Regions from separate parts of the Sus scrofa genome. Here region 2 is linked to region 1. The links are chromatin contacts, called in public HiChIP or PLAC-seq maps. All regions are on one chromosome and are shown on one strand. Each heading gives the region's core, a stretch centred on a gene start, on an enhancer-like site or on the middle of the called end of the contact. The rest is flanking DNA. Distances are from core to core; before and after follow the strand shown. Region 1 has its middle 22 kb from the start of TMEM212. Region 2 overlaps FNDC3B (fibronectin type III domain-containing protein 3B).

What was found. HiChIP or PLAC-seq counts read pairs in DNA pulled down with a chosen protein or histone mark.
Region 2: an H3K27ac HiChIP or PLAC-seq map of alveolar macrophages shows a contact between it and region 1. The contact joins two enhancer-like sites. A contact is called at or near these places in 1 of 47 Hi-C or Micro-C datasets (embryonic fibroblasts) and 1 of 2 datasets of contacts at active chromatin or transcription factors (alveolar macrophages).

Annotation. Positions count from the first base shown.
Region 1 is chr13:110,434,528-110,438,691 of Sscrofa11.1, reverse strand. No RefSeq gene overlaps it. Among named protein-coding and RNA genes, the nearest start is that of TMEM212, 22 kb to the right of the region's middle. Within about 2 kb of position 1,786, at least 10 of the 83 cell types and tissues checked have an H3K27ac peak or open chromatin away from gene starts, as enhancers often do. A contact at or near this core is called in alveolar macrophages and embryonic fibroblasts, where this site is marked.
Region 2 is chr13:110,727,142-110,731,305 of Sscrofa11.1, reverse strand. The region is part of intron 3 of FNDC3B (fibronectin type III domain-containing protein 3B); the gene reads right to left. Among named protein-coding and RNA genes, the nearest start is that of FNDC3B, 140 kb to the right of the region's middle. Within about 2 kb of position 1,990, at least 38 of the 83 cell types and tissues checked have an H3K27ac peak or open chromatin away from gene starts, as enhancers often do. A contact at or near this core is called in alveolar macrophages and embryonic fibroblasts, where this site is marked.

The DNA of each region.
Region 1 (4,164 bases), core at 537-3,036:
GAAGCATCAGGAAGCTGTTTTCCTCTGTCCTATCTGCAGTCTTTGTTTGGCAGATTCCACTAACTCCCCCAGGAGGATTCAAGTAGGGATACAAGTGGAAGAAAAATGACAGACGATAATAACACTAGCCCCCCTTGCTTCACTGTTTCTAGAAGGGGCCTGGGAGTGGTAAATTGAGGGAACAGAGACTTGTTCCCAGGCAGTACTCATCAGGCAATCAGCCCTCAGAACCAACGTACGAGGTGGGAACCCAGTTATTGAAACTGAGTCACAGGCCGCAAGTGGAGAAGCAAATGTGATTTAATGTGGAGTCCCTGAGAGTAGGCCTGCACTCTTAAATAATTCTTGCCTTGGAGTTCCCATTGTGGTGCAGTGGAAATGAATCTGACTAGGAACCATGGATTGTGTGTTCCATCCCTAGTCTCACTCAGTGGGTTAAAGATCTGGCATTGCTGTGAGCTGTGGTGTAGACCACAGATGCAGTTTGGATCCTGAGTTGCTGTGGCTGTGGTGTAGGCTGGCAGCTACAACTCGCATTAGATCCCTAGCCTGGGAACCTCCATATACCTCATCCATGGCTCTAAAAAGACAAAAAGAAAAAAAAAAAGACAAAAAAGTAATAATAATTCTTGCCTTGATTCAGGTCTCAAAATTGGTCTTAAGGGGAGTTCTCGTTGTGACTCAGTGGTTAACAAACATGTCTAGCATCCATGAGGATGCAGGTTTGATTCCTGGCCTCACTCAGTGGGTTAAGGATCCAGAGCTGCCGTGAGCCGTGGTGTAGGTCACAGACACGGCTCAGATCTTGCATTGCTATGGCTGTGGCATAGGCCAGCAGCTACAGCTCTGCATGGACCTCTAGCCTGGGAACCTTCACATGCTGTGGGTTCAGCCCTAAAAAGCCCCCCCCCGCCAAAAAAAATGGTCTTAAGGACTGGAGCAGTTCTTTCTATATGTTGAGTCCAGGACGAGGTCTACCACATAGGGAGCAATAGGCCCACTATAGTTACGTAGATTGCATACAGAGCACCTGGCCAGGCTGAAACGTTTCCCCAGACACTTACTAGCCAAGCCAGGTGCCTCTTACCATCTGTGTTGGCTCACTGAAAGCACCTGTCCCTAAATTCCAAAAGGGCCCCTTATGAGCTGGGGTGACCCTGCCAGGAGGCAGATTTGGCCCAGAACTTTACATGTAGGTATATCCTCAAATTCACACTTCTAGAGACGCCCTGAAGACATTATGCCTACAGTTACAGAGACACCCAGGATTTAAAGCAGAAGACTGGTTCATCATTCAGCTTCCAACTGTGTTCCATTCCAAGACCATCTATCACAGGTTGTGAGGCTTTTGTGTGAATCCAGAAAAGACAGATCTAACCCTGCAACAGTAAGCAAGGTTTGGCCATCAGAGAGTGAGCCAGTTTTGAATCCACTCTCTGCCTTTGGCCAATCTGCACAATCACCCCTGGAGGCTCTGCCTATATGTCAGCTTGAAAAATAAATCTGGAAATCCTTTTGTAAGTGGAAACATTATATCTTTGGGTCTAAATTAGTTAATGCTCTACCAACTAAAAAATTCCACAATTTTCGTAATGACATTTCAGCAAATTTTTATTTTAAATACATAAGGATCACTAAATGGAAGTAGCCTGGGTCTCTCTGTCCCTGAACTCTGGGAAGCCCCAGCCAAGGAAGAGGAGGGAGGGTGGCAGGAATTGGAGCAAGGCAGGCCTGACACCTTCCACTGCAAACACTGCAGCTAACTAAGGCTGCTTGTCAGCTCTAATCATTTTTCCTGCAGGAAATGTCATTGCTTCATTGCATTGCAAGAAAATGATGTCATAGCGTGGGGCCCTGATCCATTTCCTGACTTTTAACCTGAATCTTGTACCCTTTTTTGGTACTGCACCCAGAAAAAATGAAACACATTGACTGTAAAGGCCAATGTGTCTCATTTAGGCTTCTAAGACTCCAGGGTGGGGGTAGCTTCTTCATATATATTAATGATTAACATAGAGTTTTGTTTGGGTGTCATATTCTGAATATGGCATGGGCACAGTATTTAGGAAAGTAAATGGAAAGGAAATAGTCTTCAGGATATGTCTGTATTATTTCTTGGCAGAAAACTTTCCTTTTCCTATATGGGATTTAATTAGTGGTGACAATGTTAAAATTTAATTAGGAAACCTTGCTCAGTTTTTGTTTTGTGGTGGTGGTCTTCACTGTTAAACTCTGTGTGAAAATGCGCAATGGTCCTTGATATTTAAGATTTTACATACAGCATTTGTGTCCCTATATCTTAGGACTGGTTACAACCCCAGCCTAAATGACATTATTAAGCTATTTCCTGGAATGTCAAGGGCTGAAATTGCGCTGTCAAGAACGACTCTGTTCTTTCAGGGGTTTCAGAGAACAAGGGCTCAGATTGCATTCTTGCTCTGTTATTATAAGTTTTTCCCTGGCAGGAAACCACTGGGTCCCAGAAAATTTGCATATATCCAATGAGAGTGATCTGCTGTATGGAGGTTTTCAAGATTGCATGACAACACTGTGGAAGAATCTCATATGGGGAAAGGGGATTTTTTTTTTCTTTCCCTAAGCCCCATTTTAAATAGTTTCCTTCCCACAAGCTGATGTGTCCACATTCAAAGAGTCAGAAGTAACTGAGCCTATTTTCCCGCCTTGGCATCTGTCACTAGGCCAGTAATATCAACAGCCCTACAAAACTGGAAACAGGCTGTTTAAAGTAAAGGTGCCTCATTATTTCCAATCTGTAAAGCAGACTTTTGGGGGTTATGTGACAGTGAGTATTTAGTTTTCCCAGGCAAGGGCATAACATCATGTCTACCCATCTCTTTGTCAATGCGAGAGCAAGAAATAACCCACATGTGTCTTGATATCAGATTAACAGGTTATACCTCGGATTCCAGTTAACCCAAAGCACTTAGTATTGATCTATTTCTCTTATACATCTGTTTTGGATCCTCAGAATTGTGTACCGTTTGCTGAGAACCTCTTGCAAAAGTTCAAGCAACTATTGGAGGTTTACTGGTCTAACATTTAGAGTTACAGGGGCTGGAACTCCAACTGTTGATAAAATGCTCTGGAGTGATCTTAAATCCTTTCAGAACAGAATAGGATATAAATAAGAAAGCAAAATATAAGTAAATAAATAGCTACAGTGCCTAGATCTGGCTGGGAATATTCAATTAGTACTAAATTAATTCAGACAGTTCGTTGATAAATTTGAAGTCCCTCCTTGTATAATCATCAGGCCCAGGAATAGATATTTTATTGTTGCATTAAGTGACAGATAAATGTGTGCCGATTGAAGAGCTGAACACTGGGAGGCACCTAAAGGGCTTCCAGACACCAGCAATTGCTGAAGGAGCCATGTGTCCTTCAACATGTCGCTTAGCCTCTCTGAATGTTATGCTTTTCATTTGTAAAATGAAGTTATTTAACACTGTTATGTCTAAGATGTTATGTCTAAAATTTTCTGTACTTTCAAAATAATGGACTTTATGTAGACTCATATTCAAAGGTATCTAATAAATGTGTAGAATGAATCAATATCACTAGACACTAATTTTGAGTGCTTAGGGTGCCTTAGATTTCCCTCTGTGTGCTTACCCATATGTATCATTGAATTCTCTCAGTGAGTCCAAGCATTAGCTGCACCTATCACCTCCATTTGAAATGGAGGCTATTGCCTAAAATGACAGAGGGCCAGGATCTGAATCCAGGTACTTTTCATTCCAAAGTTGCACCCACTTTCTGCTACTCTACACCCGTGCTTCTCAAACTGGGCATCAGGAGCACATGGCCGATGGTTTCCTAAAACTGATGGGAGATGGGGACCCAATCCCAGAGTCTTGGTTCTTACAAGTTCCCAGCTGATGCTGATGCTGCTGATCTTGGAGCAACATTTGAGAACAACCACACTGGGTTCTCAAGGGCTACAGATGTAGGACCAAGACACAGAGGCTATAAGAAGCAGGTCTCTGGCTAAGACAAAAAAAGACATCTTACGTTTAGAGCCACTCAGCAGCTGACTGGGGTTGCTTCTTGGGAATGGCTGAGCTGTCAGGGGCATAACAATCTTGGGACATTTAAACTAAAAGTTGGTCTAAAGTGTCTCTACTCAGGTGCCTTCTAATTAAT
Region 2 (4,164 bases), core at 741-3,240, 290 kb before region 1:
CTCTTAAAGTAATTACAATGATCAGAAGAAGGTTATACATCTAGCCATGTGTCTAGCATACAGTAAGGTAAATAAAAGTGTAATAATTTTATAATGTACTTGAATTCAGTAATTCTTTTTTTTTTTTCCCTTGCTTTTTAGGGCTGCACCTGCGGCATGTGGAGGTTCCCAGTCTAGGGGTCTAATCGGAGCTGTTGCTGCTGGCCACAGCCACAGCCACAGCCACAGCCACACAGGATCCGAGCCACGTCTGTGACCCACACCACAGCTCAGAGCAATACCAGATCTTTAACCCACTGAGCAAGGGATCGAACCTGAAACCTCATGGTTCCTAGTCAGATTCGTTTCTGTTGCGCCACAATGGGAACTCCAAATTCAGTAATTCTTAAAAGGGTTAATAGACCAGGCACATAAACTGCTACCTAAGACTAGCAAAACCTGGATAAGTAGAAGCATAATATGCCACTAAAGACTGGAAGAAATGTTTTTTTGGTGTTTTTGTCTTTTTAGGGCCACACCTGTGGCATATGGAGGTTCCCAGTCTAGGGGTCCAATCAGAGCTACAGCTGCCGGACTAAACCACAGCCACAACAACTCGGGATCCGAGCCACGTCTGTGACCTACACCACAGCTCATAGCAATGCCGGATCTTTCACTAAGCGAGGCCAGGGATCAAACCCGCAACCTCATGGTTCCTAGTCAGATTCGTTTCCGCTGAGCCACAATGGGAACTCCTAGATTGCATTTTCTTATAAAGCAAACATTAAGACCAATTAATAACTTTACTATATTTGAACAACAGCCAAAAGTCAGTAAAAATGACACATTCTGACAAAGTTCTTTAAGAACCATACTGGACATATAATTAATTAAAGCAAATGCATTAATAACAGAGCAAAAATGAAATAAAAATCAGAGTTGTTTAATGTATTTGTAAAGTAGAGGAGAAATTCAAGGTTTTAATACGTGACTAATGTAAACCTCTGATAATGAAATCGAGAGCAAGAAAGCAATTTTTGTTTCCTATTTTATCAGAAATTATAAATTTAAAGTTTGTAACAAATCAAACTTAAGAGCTATCAGACAGAAATTCTGACCCCCTAATCAGAAAGTCTCACTTCTTAAAAAGCACAAAGAAGTACAAGGATGACCTGGATCTGTCCACACAAATTCCAAAGAGCAACTGCCCAGGGGCTTCTTATTTCTTATATTTAGAACCTTTATGTCACAGAAAGTGAAAGCAATCTGGGATAGTCATCTTTTTAGCTTGCTGTATCTTGCTTTGACTTGCCAAATAGACAACACAATCAGCTTTCTGTAATTTCTCTGCCGCTAGTGTGGCAAAAGGGGTGGGGCTTTGGAGCAGAAAGCTTTGTGTAAGACTCAGTTCTTTTTTAACCCTTTTTTAAACAAGTAAAATTCTTCATCTCTATGTCTCATTCATGTACTCAAAGTTCATTACATCCTGTCACTAAATTAAACAGATTCTACTATAAGAACCCTTAAAATTCACTCCAAATTACCAATGCGTTTTTACTTCCACTGGCATTAAAAACATGCATACTATGCTCAAAGTAGAGAAATTTCTTCAAGATTCCATATTAGAGTCCTCTGTCCTTAACAGGTTCTTAGCATTTGCATTTGGGTGTAGCACTGCTGATAATGCCAAATGCAAATCACACCCTGACCACTTATTCTGAAAGCACCACTGGCAAAAATGTACCCAGTACTGCCTCCAGGGCTCTGCCAGGGCTGAGGCTCAGGATAGGGGATGAGGCAAAAAGCATGGTGCTCATCATAGGTTCCCACACAACAAGAAGAGCCCAGAAAGCTCTAAGCCTCAGGAAGTTCTCTTGGTGTCTGGCATATCACATCCACTGCGCTGCCCAGACCTCCGGCCAGGCAGCTCTGACTCAATCTTTGTCCCCAGATCTGCTGCGGCTGGTGTGAGAAGACCACGGACAACCACCAGGCTGACTCATGCTTCTTCCTGACTCTGTCCTTCCTGTGACTACACCAGCTCCTTGAATTGTTCTCCTCCACTGAGCCCAACCTTCACTTGTCACTTCCGGTCCTGTTGGCAAAGGATTTCTCCCAGTGTACCATACCGATTCTGGGGGAACGAAGGGAAGTCACAGCCACAACTGCAAAAACAACTCAGTGCTGAGGCCACTGCTGTTGAGAAGGGCACACACACTTAATACTACTTCTGGTTAGAATTCTAAGACCCTCTGAAACTCAACAGGCCACCCTGCATCATCTTCAGGCCAAAGTAAGGAAAAAGCAGTAACAGTTGACTTTCATTTATTAAGCAGTCTGGGGAAACACCATGAGGCTACCTGTGGAAATGCACTCAGTGGGTGAGAACAGCAGTCTGTGCCCCCCTCCCTTAGCCAAGGAGGAAGAGGGGAGCCTGGTGGCGCACTTTAAAGATGACATGCCAACACTTTCCTTGACCATGGAGAGCAAGCTCTAAAGGCATGTTTTAAAAATACTAAATGAACATATCTACTTAGCATGCCTACATCACTTCAAATTTTATTTCTAGGGGTCATTCTGTTAGAGATTCAAAATCAATTAGAGGTTATTAAGAACACCAGCCTCTCTCAAGTCTGAGAGGAAAGGTCATCTTTAAACATAATGGCTTCCCTCATTATATTTTTCCTCTGACCTAAACCAGATAGCCTCCAAATGATACCAGTTTTTCCTGCTTCTGAAGAGACTGAAACAGCATCTAAAAGACTCCCCTTCCCCCATAGTCTACAATACTATGAATCTTTAAGGGGTACCAGTTTCATAACTAGTTGTGGAAATTCAGGCTTATTTCATCATCACTCTAAAGACTCCCATTTACACAGGCATCTCCTCTCCCAAAGCTGCTGCCCACTCTGCCTGTGTTCCCTTTTCTCTTAATGGCACATCGAGATTCCCACACCCCGCTATAAACCCAGCCATAAACCATGTCCCTCGTAACTCATCAGTCACTGAGATCTGTTCTGCCTCTATTCCCACAGCAACTAACACAAGGTTTTGTATACAATAAGCATGCAAATATTTGTTACATGAAGAGACAAACCAGATGACCACAACTTATTCTGAGAAGTTTTATTCATACACACACGTACACGTACAGCACGGACCCTGTCTTCAGAGAACCATGGGATATATCGAAAGACTGTAATACCTACTTAGAACTAAATCACTCAGGCTACCAATTTGTAGTGAGCCCAAAGATCACTTTGGAGGCTTCTTAAAATACAGAGTCTAGAGCCTTACTTCCAGAGATTCCTCCTCAATAGATCTGCAAGAGGGCCAGGAGTCTGCTCTACCAAACCCCCAGGAGAGTCATGGTCCACTTTGCAGAAACACCATCCAGCTGAATGGATGGCAGAGGCATGGCCAGAACCAGGGGCAACATGCCTGTCCACACGCACTTCTATGTGCTTCAGAGGATGACATGCTTTGCCTACGGCCCCACTAAGTACAAGCAATAATGCAATCAAAACGTGTAAATGTGAAGAGAGGAGGAAGAAGAAAAATGTCTCCGTGAGTCACTAGGTCAGAATGGGGGTTAGCTGGGGCCACCACAAACTTCAGTTGATGACTGTGGAACGTAAAAGCATCCACTAACTCTTCTCATCAGACTGGTGAGGAAAGTTAGGCCAAGGAGATGAAATCACCTGGGTAAACCTTTACAGCTGAGGAATGTGTGTATGTATGTGGTTAGCAGGGAGGAGGCAGCATAAAAACCCAGGAGTTTCAGTTCATGCTATCCCCCTGTATCTATGGGATGAATGTTGTTTGAATAGAGCTGTTTTAATTGCCTCAAAGTACTTTCTGCAAGCTTACATCCTACATTAACCCTGATCACAACTGCTATTTTTTATGAGATTCCACAGTCCACTGGCCTCTATTGAATAGCAAATGTACAGTAAACTTTTTTAAAACTAGACATTCCAAAGACAAATCAATTTTCTAGTCAAATTCGAATATTTATGGTATTCATATTTAATCACAAGGCAGAAGTATGAACATCAGAAATACTAAAGCTTACCCACTGTGTGAGGGAGCTGAAATTGAACAGGGCAGTATGGAAATAAGAGACTCCGAGGCTCTCAGAAGGCAACACAGGCTTTTTACCCCCAAACTACCTTAAGCTTCTTC